3 separate regions of the Pan troglodytes genome follow, and all the other regions are linked to region 1. A link is a contact called in public HiChIP or PLAC-seq data. All regions are on one chromosome and are shown on one strand. Each heading gives the region's core, a stretch centred on a gene start, on an enhancer-like site or on the middle of the called end of the contact. The rest is flanking DNA. Distances are from core to core; before and after follow the strand shown.

Region 1 (3,154 bases), core at 293-2,792:
AATTGGGTGGATTTTGATTGCACATATGGAGAATAGCACTTAACAGTTTACAAAGCACTTCATCCTCCTAACATTCAGTAAAATACATTTTATCGAAACTCTCCATTAACTATAACTTCCTCTTGCCCAAGTCTAAAATGTTCAGGGAAGGTCCATGCCCTTTTTTCTCTTGCATTTTTCCTTCATAGGAAGTATGAGAAGATGCTTTTTCTCCACTCAGCTTGAATCATGCTTTTGGTTTTGTCTCTGACAGATGCAGCTGTCTTCTCCTCAGTGCTGGCGCTCTGACTACCCTTCCCAAAGAACCACGGCCCTCTCCCTTTACTGTTCTATAGCCCCAGAACTGGGAGATGGCTTCCTAAGTTGGCTATACCTTGTCCACTTCCAGTACTGGACGTGCTCAGGGTCTAGGGTCACAGATGGTGCTATTAATTGAACTGGAACACAGCAGAATTGTTGCAAAGGTTCTAGGAGCCAGATTCATTCCTTCTTCATTCTTTGCAAAACAGTGGTACAGACATGGAGTCTAGAATTGACCCAGATGGAAAGTAATTGGTATTCTTAATATCCTGGGTGACTAATATCCAGGCAGAGAAGCTCCTGGAACCATAACTGTAAGTTCCTAGCTGGCTAGGGATTGAAGTCCTGGACAGTGACAGAGAATACCACAGTAGTTCAAGACTTAGCACAAGTCACCAACTGCTTCAGGGATACCTGGAGGGGCCAGCAAGTAGAGTGTTGGTGGCCCAAGCAAACCAGTGTTGCCAATACCATTGCCAAAAGGGCCTTTGGATCCTGGACAAAGCTTGGCTGCCGGCTTCATTTATTCCTGCTGATGGCTGAGAAGCATCTGTCTTCCATCCTACTTGCCTGTCCCAAGTTTTGTTCCATTTTTTAAAAATTTGTTGTAAACTGCATGTTTTATAAAATAAAAATAAAATATCGTTTGTTATTTATCTCATTAGAGAACTGCTAGTGTGGGTTCTCTGGCTTCAGTCTTCCTCTCCTTCCTTTGAAGGTAAAGGTCTGGAATCCAAAGTTATGGATATGAAAGGGTATAATTAGGCCGGGCGCGGTGGCTCACTTCTGTAATCCTAGCACTTTGGGAGGCAGAGGTGGGTGGATCATGAGGTCAGGAGTTAAAGACCAGCCTGACCAAGATGGTGAAACCCCGTCTCTACTAAAAATAAAAAAATTAGCTGGGAGTGGTGGATGGCGACTGTAACCCTAGCTAAGGCAGCAAATTGCTTCAACCCGGGAGGCGGAGGTTGCAGTGAGCCGAGATCACGCAACTGTATGCCAGCCTGGGCGATAGGGCGAGACTCCGTCTCAAAAAAAGGGGAAAAAAAGGTATAATTTATGCCTTTTCTGGGCAATGCTGGGTCTTTGCTATAGCTGCCCAGTACCCTAAGTCAGACTGAAGATGTACAGTATGGTTTCCGTTAATTGTGTAAGCCGACAAACTACAGGTCCCAGGATAGCTTGAGACTTGTAGTTGCTCACAAAGATGGGTCCGGTGCTGCGGTGCTTCCTGGGAGATGTAGTTTCCTGTGTATTGAAACCTGGACTGCTCGCTGGCCGGCAGCGCACCGTTTTGAAGGTCCTAGCCCACCTGGGCTGGCTCACGCGCACGACTAGCCGCTCCCATACAGCACGCCCGGACTCTGTCGTCGCTTAAGGCCACTCCTATTCTACGGCTGACCCCTGGTGGTCACGTGGATCTGTTCGCCACGCAAGTCTGGGTCCTTCGGCGATTGACCGGGGTCCTTGCTGTTCGGGAGCCTCTCCTAAGCTGCCTGTTCGCGCGAGAGTTTGGAGGGGCGGGTTTGGGGTCGGTGTCTGATTGGGGCTCGCACCGCAGCACGCTGGAGTCCCGCTTAGGTACCAGTTAGCGTCAGGGGAGCTGGGTCAGGCGGTCGCCGGGACACCCCGTGTGTGGCAGGCGGCGAAGCGCTCTGGAGAGTCCTGGACAGCCCTGCTCCCTGCAGCCAGGTGTAGTTTCGGGAGCCACTGGGGCCAAAGTGAGAGTCCAGCGGTCTTCCAGCGCTTGGGCCACGGCGGCGGCCCTGGGAGCAGAGGTGGGACGGATGCGGGCGGCGAGGCGCTGGGCGCTGAGGGTTGGGGATGGACTGAAGCGAAAGCAATGGCGGAGTCCTTAGAAAGGGGGCTGGTGTCCGTACGGGTAATCACTTACGGGCTGGAGGTGGGGACGCAGGAATCTTCGGTGCAGGATCCAAATGGGCCCTAGTTATTGCTCTCCTCGCTGGCCTCCTGGCCTGACTGAGGGCTCCCTGCCGGCAGTTCCCTAGTGCCTGTAGTCCTCACGTAATCGCCAACTTACCTCCTGTAGCTGCCACAAAGCCCCGTGAACCCTAGGCATGCAGTGCTAAAGTACCAACACTTAGGGCCTCACCTATCCACGTAGAGTCTGGGGCTGAGCCGCAAGTCCTGAGCTCGCGCTCCCACCCACCACCCTGGGGGAATCACAGCCCTCAAGCGCTGGAACAGAGAAGCCCCTTTGTGTCCCGGCCATTTCCTGGAAAGTAGAGCCAGAGTCACAATGAGGCCTTTGAAAGCCTTGGGGTGAGGATTGGGGGGGTCAGGGAAAAATGGAGTCGGCTCCTCACACTTATGTTTTATTCCCACTCAAACCCAGGTGGAGCGACCCCATTACGCTAAAGATGAAAGGCTGGGGTTGGCTGGCCCTGCTTCTGGGGGCCCTGCTGGGAACCGCCTGGGCTCGGAGGAGCCAGGATCTCCACTGTGGAGGTAAAGGCACAACGGGAAAAAGAAGTGGAGGAAGCAGAGCCTTGGGAGGGCATGAGATCCAAGGCCTGGGAGAAGGATGAATGGAAATCCTGGGTTGATCCCATTCTCCTCACACCCTACCCCCTACCCTGTCCCCTGCTCTCATTCTCTCCTCTTCCACCAGCATGCAGGGCTCTGGTGGATGAACTAGAATGGGAAATTGCCCAGGTGGACCCCAAGAAGACCATTCAGATGGGATCTTTCCGGATCAATCCAGATGGCAGCCAGTCAGTGGTGGAGGTAACTGTTACTGTTCCCCCAAACAAAGTAGCTCACTCTGGCTTTGGATGAAATTCGACTGCTTAAAAAGGACCTTGGTTTAATAGAAATGAAGAAAACAGACTCA
Region 2 (3,154 bases), core at 217-2,716, 150 kb before region 1:
GTGCTGTAGAAAAAGGGCCAAGTCATTGACTGCACCACTCCTTCAGCCAGAGGTAGAAAGGATTTACTCTTCAGCGATCTGGTAGAGCCCCAAGAACAAGTTACATGTGGACAAAGGGAGGGAGAGGTATCATGGTGATTAATAAATTCAAACAAAGCTGAATGATAAGACCCCAGGATGGAATACAGTCTGAGAAAGGCCTGGGCAAAGGGAGGCAGAGAGACTGAAGGAAGCAGGTCAGGGAAGATACACCCATGGTAGCCTAGGAAATTGGCAGTAGTTGGTGGGTGGGGAAAAGGAGGGTTTGGCTGTATGCCTAGCTTTCACAAGGTAGGGGATGAGGAAGATGATTATGATATTGCACAGAGGATCCAACACTGAATTGTGGGAGCTAGAGGTTGCTTGAGGCAAAGTAAAAAGGCTTCAGACACTTTCAAAAGGAGGCTGGCCAAAGGCGTGATTAGGGACTCCAGTAATGGACATACTAGAGGCCCTCGGGCACCTCAAGCCCTGAATGGGTCAGCAGCTCCCCATCCCAGAGAGCAAAGGCAGGCACCACTGGACCCCGGAAATCTGTCTGTAGCGTGTGAACCACAGAGACCTGGCTCACATCCACCAGGCTCAGCTTCTGGGCCTCATACTCCAGCAACAGCCCCACCTTCTCTGGCTGCCCAATACCCTCAACTGGGGCTTTCTCGTTGGCCAACATGGTGTACCACTTGCGCTGGGCATAGGTGAACACCCAGGAACGATCATCAACACCAATGCAGCTATCCCGGGACATGTCCACATCTGCCACTCCTATCCGGAACTGCTGGGAGCGCTTCACTGTCACTTCCCAGTAGTGTCTGCCACTGGTGACCGCTGTGTCTGCCAGCACCACTGCCCACTCCCGGAAGCGCTCCACATTCAAGGCCACCTTGGTGGGCTCCAATCCCACCAAGCCATATTTGACACCCGTATCATCTCTGAAGAGTGCCAGGCTGCTGTGGGCGGTTTTTTCTTCCAGTTTGAAACTGACGCCTGCGGGCAGAGCAAAAAGACGGGATAATAACAGGGGCTAGAACCCTAGGGCTGGTGATATATTCAGATCTGAGGCAGGCAGCCATGATACACGAGCAACTAGGGAAGAGTCAGAATGCCAAGCGGGCAAGAGAGTCGCGAGGTCGCTTTACTACGGATAGCTCACGGAGCTGAAAAACTCGGAATTTAAAGAAACCAAATGGTATCACAGGTTTGGAATCTCGAGACCAAGGCAGGTAAGGAAGGAAAAGACCCGAGAGGGTTGGAGTTGCTTCTCGGAGTGGGGTCTGGGAATAATAGACGGCAGCCATTCTGGAGGTAAAAGAGTAAAAACAGATAATCCTACCTCTCTGGGCCTCTGTGGAGGCAACTCCCAATCGTTTGGCTCCCCAGCGGCACAAGCGCAAAGAACGTGCAAAAAGCAGCGCCATCTTGCGCCTTGGATGAACCGGGCACGCCTCCCGCTTACAAACACAGCCATCTGCCCGCCCGCTCCCCTAGCACGTGGTGCGCGAGGGGCGGCCGCGCAGTGTTATGACGTAGAGCGACGCCCGGGGGCGGGCGGCCGCCAAGGTAGTGGTTTCTGTTCTGTTTCTACCCGCGGTTAATGCTGCTTATTCAGTTTTTCTGCGTAGACGAACGCTGCTCACATTTGAACTACGTAAAACTTTTAGAGATATAGTGTAGCCAGATGCTTAGAAGTATAGATTTTAAAATTAGACAGTACTGTAATTAGCTTTGATCCCGGCTTCACTGTGTGAGTTTGGGCAACTCACTCCACTTTTCTGAGCCTTAGTGTTCTAATTTATAAAATAGAAATTATATACAGACCTTAGTAATAATTAAGTGAGAATAATCTAGGCCGGGTGCGGTGGCTCACGCCTGTAATCTCAGCACTTTGGGAGGCCGAGGCAGGCGGATCACGAGGTCAGGAGATCAAGACCATCCTGGCCAATATGGTGAAACCCCGCCTCTACCAAAAGTACAAAAATTAGCCGGGCGTGGTGGCGCGCGCCTGTAATCCCAGCTACCCGGGAGGCTGAGGCAGGAGAATCGCTTGAACCAGGGAGTGGGAGGTTGCAGTGAGCCGAGATTCTGCCACTGCACTCCAGCCTGGTGACAGAGCAAGACTCCATCTCAAAAAATAATAATAATAATAATTAATCTAGATATATATTGGCAAATAGCAACCATTGGGTAATTCACAGTTGTTTATAATTAATAGTAAATACATAAATACTGTTAATGTTGGTTTTGTATGTTCAAGGCTAGGAACGGATGGTTTAACTCAGCATTCAGTTTTCTGAACTTAACCAAGAGTAGCAATATTTTGGTTCAGGGTATGAGGTAGGAGATTATGGACAGCCTATATTGAACATTTCGATCTGCATTCCATTTTATTTTATTTTTTGAGACAGGGTCTCATTCTGTCACCCAGGCTGCATGCAGCACAGTGGCGCAAACACAGCTCACTGCAACCTTCATCTCCGAGGCACAAGCGATCTTCCTGCTTCAGCCTCCCATGTAGCTGGGACCACATGTGCACGCACCATGCCCCGTTAACTTTTTTGTAGAAACGGGGGTTTCACTTTGTTGACCAAGTTGTTCTCGAATTCTCGGGCTCAAGCCATCCTCCCTCCCACCTTTGCCTCCCAAAGTGCTGTGATTACAGGTGTTAGCCACTATGCCAGGCCTACATGTTTTGAATCAGTCCACTTCTCAAGGTTCTGCTGGCCAGTGCAATAGCAACATACATCCCACCTCCATCCTCCTACCCCTCAAAAAAGGATTTTAGATATATATTTTTAAAATGTATATTCTGAGACGGAGTGTCACTCTATCACCCAGGCTGGAGTGCAGTGGTTTGATCTTGGCTAACTGCAGCCTCTGCCTCTGGAGTTCAAGCAATTTTCCTGTCTCAGCCTCCTGAGTAGCTGGAATTACAGGTGCCCACCAACCACACCTGGCTAATTTTTATTTGAGACTGAGTCTCACTCTGTTGCCCAGGCTGGAGTGCAGTGGCGCAACCTTGGCTCACTGTAACCTCCGCCTCCCGGGTTCAAGCAATTCTCTTGTCTCAGCTTCCTGAGTAGCTGGGACTATAGGCGCATGCCGCTAATTTTTGTATTTT
Region 3 (3,154 bases), core at 224-2,723, 130 kb before region 1:
ACTGGGTAACCGACACCTTAAGTTTCTGGCCTTTACCCTGCTGCCAGTCAAGTGTGTGGCTCTTGATTTCTGAGGGAACAGAGAAGCAGGGAGTTACTCCTCACACGAGGCAGATGGAGAGAAGTGGAGGAGACAAGGCTTCCAAGGGTTAGGAGAAGGGACTCAAGGGAGGTGGGTGGTGAAAATGGAGTATTAGCCCCAGATCAGGATGTAGGTGTACTGAAGAATTGGGGGGAAGTTAATGGGAATATATAGCCTACTTATCTTAGGGATGCTTGCCCCAGGGACTTGGGTGGGGAAGTAGCTCTGAGAAAAGTGAACACTAGGATTTAGCTGTTCTGTAAAGCCACGTAAACCTGTCTACATCCGCTGGCTGGTTGTGTTCATTCTGACATAATGGATCTCTTCAGAGGTCCTGGGCCAAGGAGCTTCCAACCTAAATAGAGCTTGAGCAAGCCTAGAATCTAGAAAAATTAAGCAGCTTAACTGGTCAGCCTGACATCCACTGTTGTGGCTGCCTGGCAGATGGTATTTAAGCCCCACAATTGTTCCCTAAGGCCAACACAGGAAATCTGATTCCTGGAGCAAATAAATGAACGGGTGGTAGTAGGGGGCATGAGGGGAGAGGCTTTGACGCTGTTCTAATTTATTTAGAGCAAATCAAAACACTCCTCAAATGGCATCTTTCTGCTTTTATCACTAGTTCCGTGTTTTTTTTCTTGTTTTGTGTCTGTGTATTTTCATCTCTCTGTCATCTGTCCTTTCATCTTGAAGCAAATCTCTTCTAACTCCCTCATACCCCAGAAATTGATTCCTTCTATTCAAATGCTTAATAATTCAGGAGATTATTATTTGTTTGAGCCCTATCTTCTTTTTTTTTTTTTTTTTTTTTTTTTTGAGAGGGGGTCTTACTATGTTGACCAGGTTGGAGTGCAATGGATATTCACAGGCACGATCATCGCACACTACAGTCTAGAAATCCTGGGCTCAAGCGATCTTCCTGCTTCAGCCTCCCCAGTAGCTGGGATTACAGGGGGCCAGAGCACAGCCCTATTTTATTTTCCTTTTGGCAAGATCATCTCAGCAGAGGCCAGAAGAGACCCTCAACTGTTCAATGAATATTTACGGTTGCTTTCTTCCTTTTATGAGCCTCTTGCATACTTTGAAAGCTTTAAATTTATACCTATAATACAACGGACATCCCCTATCCCAGAAGACCATTCCTCCCTGTACTTCAGCTCTTTACTTCCTCCCAAATAAAACCTAACTTTTCTAACTAACTATTTAAGACTTGGAATAGTCCGCTTGACTAGAAGAAGGGGAAGAATGTTTGTAAATTCACCTCTAATCGGACTTTGATTCTACTATAATTCAGCAGAAAATTCATAGCGCTGTGATTTTTAGATCGACCTCACATAAAACAGTCCCTGCACTCGCTTCCCTTTTCCTTCCTTCTTCACCAATCTCCGCCCCAGCTCGCTCGGAGTCACGTGGACCAGCCCGGCGCGCCCCGCCTCGCTCTCCGCGCAGGCGGGGACCGGTCCAGCTGAGCCTGGTGGCGGAAAGGCTGCGGCCCCGCGCCGGAGGGCCGGTGGCTCCTCCGGGCTTCTGAGGACCCGCAGGGAGCGGGTGAGTGAGTGTGTGGCGAGAGGGCGCTAAGCGGACACGGGGATCCTTTCGAAGCTATGGGGGCATTCTCGGGAGACGCTGAGTCCCTTTTCCCGCCACCCGGTTTAGAGCCAGGGGGCGGGGCTCGTGCTGCAGGCGCGCACGCGCAATTCTGTACTCTGCTCCTTAGTCTCCCGCGCCGCGTTCCCGGGTCTCACCGGACGCGGGCTTATCCCTGCGCTGCTCCGCACAGCTTGGGTCTCCCGCGGGATGGGGTTGTGATGGAAAGGGGCTTGGAATTCCTGAATTAGAACAGAAAGTGCCTGGGGGAGTTCCACTTCGGAGCTTAGCATCTAGTTGAGACCTCCTGAAAAAAACCGGTGTGTGGCCTGGCGGTCAGCAGTGGTCGGAATTCACAGGCCGCTTTACTTATATCGTGGGTTTTATGGAATGAATTTCTCACTCCCTCCCTTCGTTGCCTTGTTTGGGTTTGTCACCTGGACCTCAGCCGCTAATGAAGCTTTTTTCCTTGAGCCTCTCAATTCTTTGCCATTCGTGCTTCGACTAGTACTTTCAATTTTTTATTTATTTTCTTTTATTTTGAGACGGAGTCTCGTTCTGTCGCCCAGGATGGAGTGCAGTGGCGCCATCTCGGCTCACTGCAAGCTCCGCCTCCCGGGTTCAAGCGATTCTCTTGCCTCAGCTTCCTGAGTAGCTGGGATTACAGGCGCGCGTCACCATGCCCGGCTAATTTTTGTATTTTTTTTTAGTAGAGATGGGGGTTTCACCTTATTGGTCAGGATGATCTCAAACTCCTGACCTCGTGATCCGCCCGCCTCGGCCTCCCAAAGTGCTGGGATTATAGGCGTGAGCCACCGCGCGTGGCCTGTTTGTTTTTTTTTGGTTGTTTTGTTTTGTTTTTGAGATGGAGTCTGGCTCTGTCGCCCAGGCTGGAGTGCAGTGGTCCGATCTCGGCTCACTGCAACCTCCGCCTCCCCGGTTCAAGCGATTCTCCTGCCTCAGCCTCCCCAGGAGCTGGGATTACAGGTGCCCGCCACCACGCCCAGCTAATTTTTGTATTTTTAGTAGAGATGGGGTTTCGCCATGTTGGCCAGGCCGGTCTCGAATTCCTGACCTCAAATGATCCGCCCGCCTCGGCCTCCCACAGTGCTGGGATTACAGGTGTGAACCATCGCACCCAGCCCTACTAGTACTTTGTACAAAGTAAAGGTAGATCATCTGATGTTAAATTTAAAACTCCTCTTTGACCACCCACAGTTAGCCTTAAATCCGTAGGTGGGTGTCTGTGGCCTCTCAGTCTGGCCCTGACCCTCTCAATCTCATTTTGTAAATCTCTTACGCACCTGACTCCTGGCCACGTGGAAAGATTGTGGCTGCCCTCTTTCATATCTCAGTACTTAGTTCCTGCTGTTCCTTCTGCTTGGAAGTTCTTGACACTGCTCTGCCAAGCGAACTTCTCTTTGAAGACTGAGCTTAATTGTCCCTCTGAAAATCAATGTATCCAGCTTCCTATGCCAAGTTAGTC

The links. HiChIP or PLAC-seq counts read pairs in DNA pulled down with a chosen protein or histone mark.
Region 2: a contact with region 1 is called in an H3K4me3 HiChIP or PLAC-seq map of stem cell-derived excitatory neurons, with 3 times the contacts expected there. The contact joins the promoter of MIP here to the promoter of CNPY2 in region 1.
Region 3: a contact with region 1 is called in an H3K4me3 HiChIP or PLAC-seq map of stem cell-derived excitatory neurons, with 3 times the contacts expected there. The contact joins the promoter of TIMELESS here to the promoter of CNPY2 in region 1.

Annotation. Positions count from the first base shown.
Region 1 is chr10:39,696,822-39,699,975 of NHGRI_mPanTro3-v2.0_pri, forward strand. It overlaps CNPY2 (canopy FGF signaling regulator 2), which reads left to right and starts at 1,543. Exons shown (of 6, transcript XM_003313586.7): 1 at 1,543-2,078; 2 at 2,657-2,769; 3 at 2,933-3,048. The coding sequence starts at 2,682. PAN2 (poly(A) specific ribonuclease subunit PAN2) reads left to right here. Exons shown (of 25, transcript XM_054663194.2): 25 at 254-961. The coding sequence ends at 288.
Region 2 is chr10:39,544,260-39,547,413 of NHGRI_mPanTro3-v2.0_pri, forward strand. MIP (major intrinsic protein of lens fiber) reads left to right here and starts at 1,467. Exons shown (of 5, transcript XM_063786546.1): 1 at 1,467-1,596. The coding sequence starts at 1,467. SPRYD4 (SPRY domain containing 4) reads right to left here and starts at 1,472. Exons shown (of 2, transcript XM_001168831.6): 1 at 1,370-1,472; 2 at 1-1,023. The coding sequence starts at 1,454. The coding sequence ends at 485.
Region 3 is chr10:39,563,701-39,566,854 of NHGRI_mPanTro3-v2.0_pri, forward strand. It overlaps TIMELESS (timeless circadian regulator), which reads left to right and starts at 1,474. Exons shown (of 29, transcript XM_509535.7): 1 at 1,474-1,629.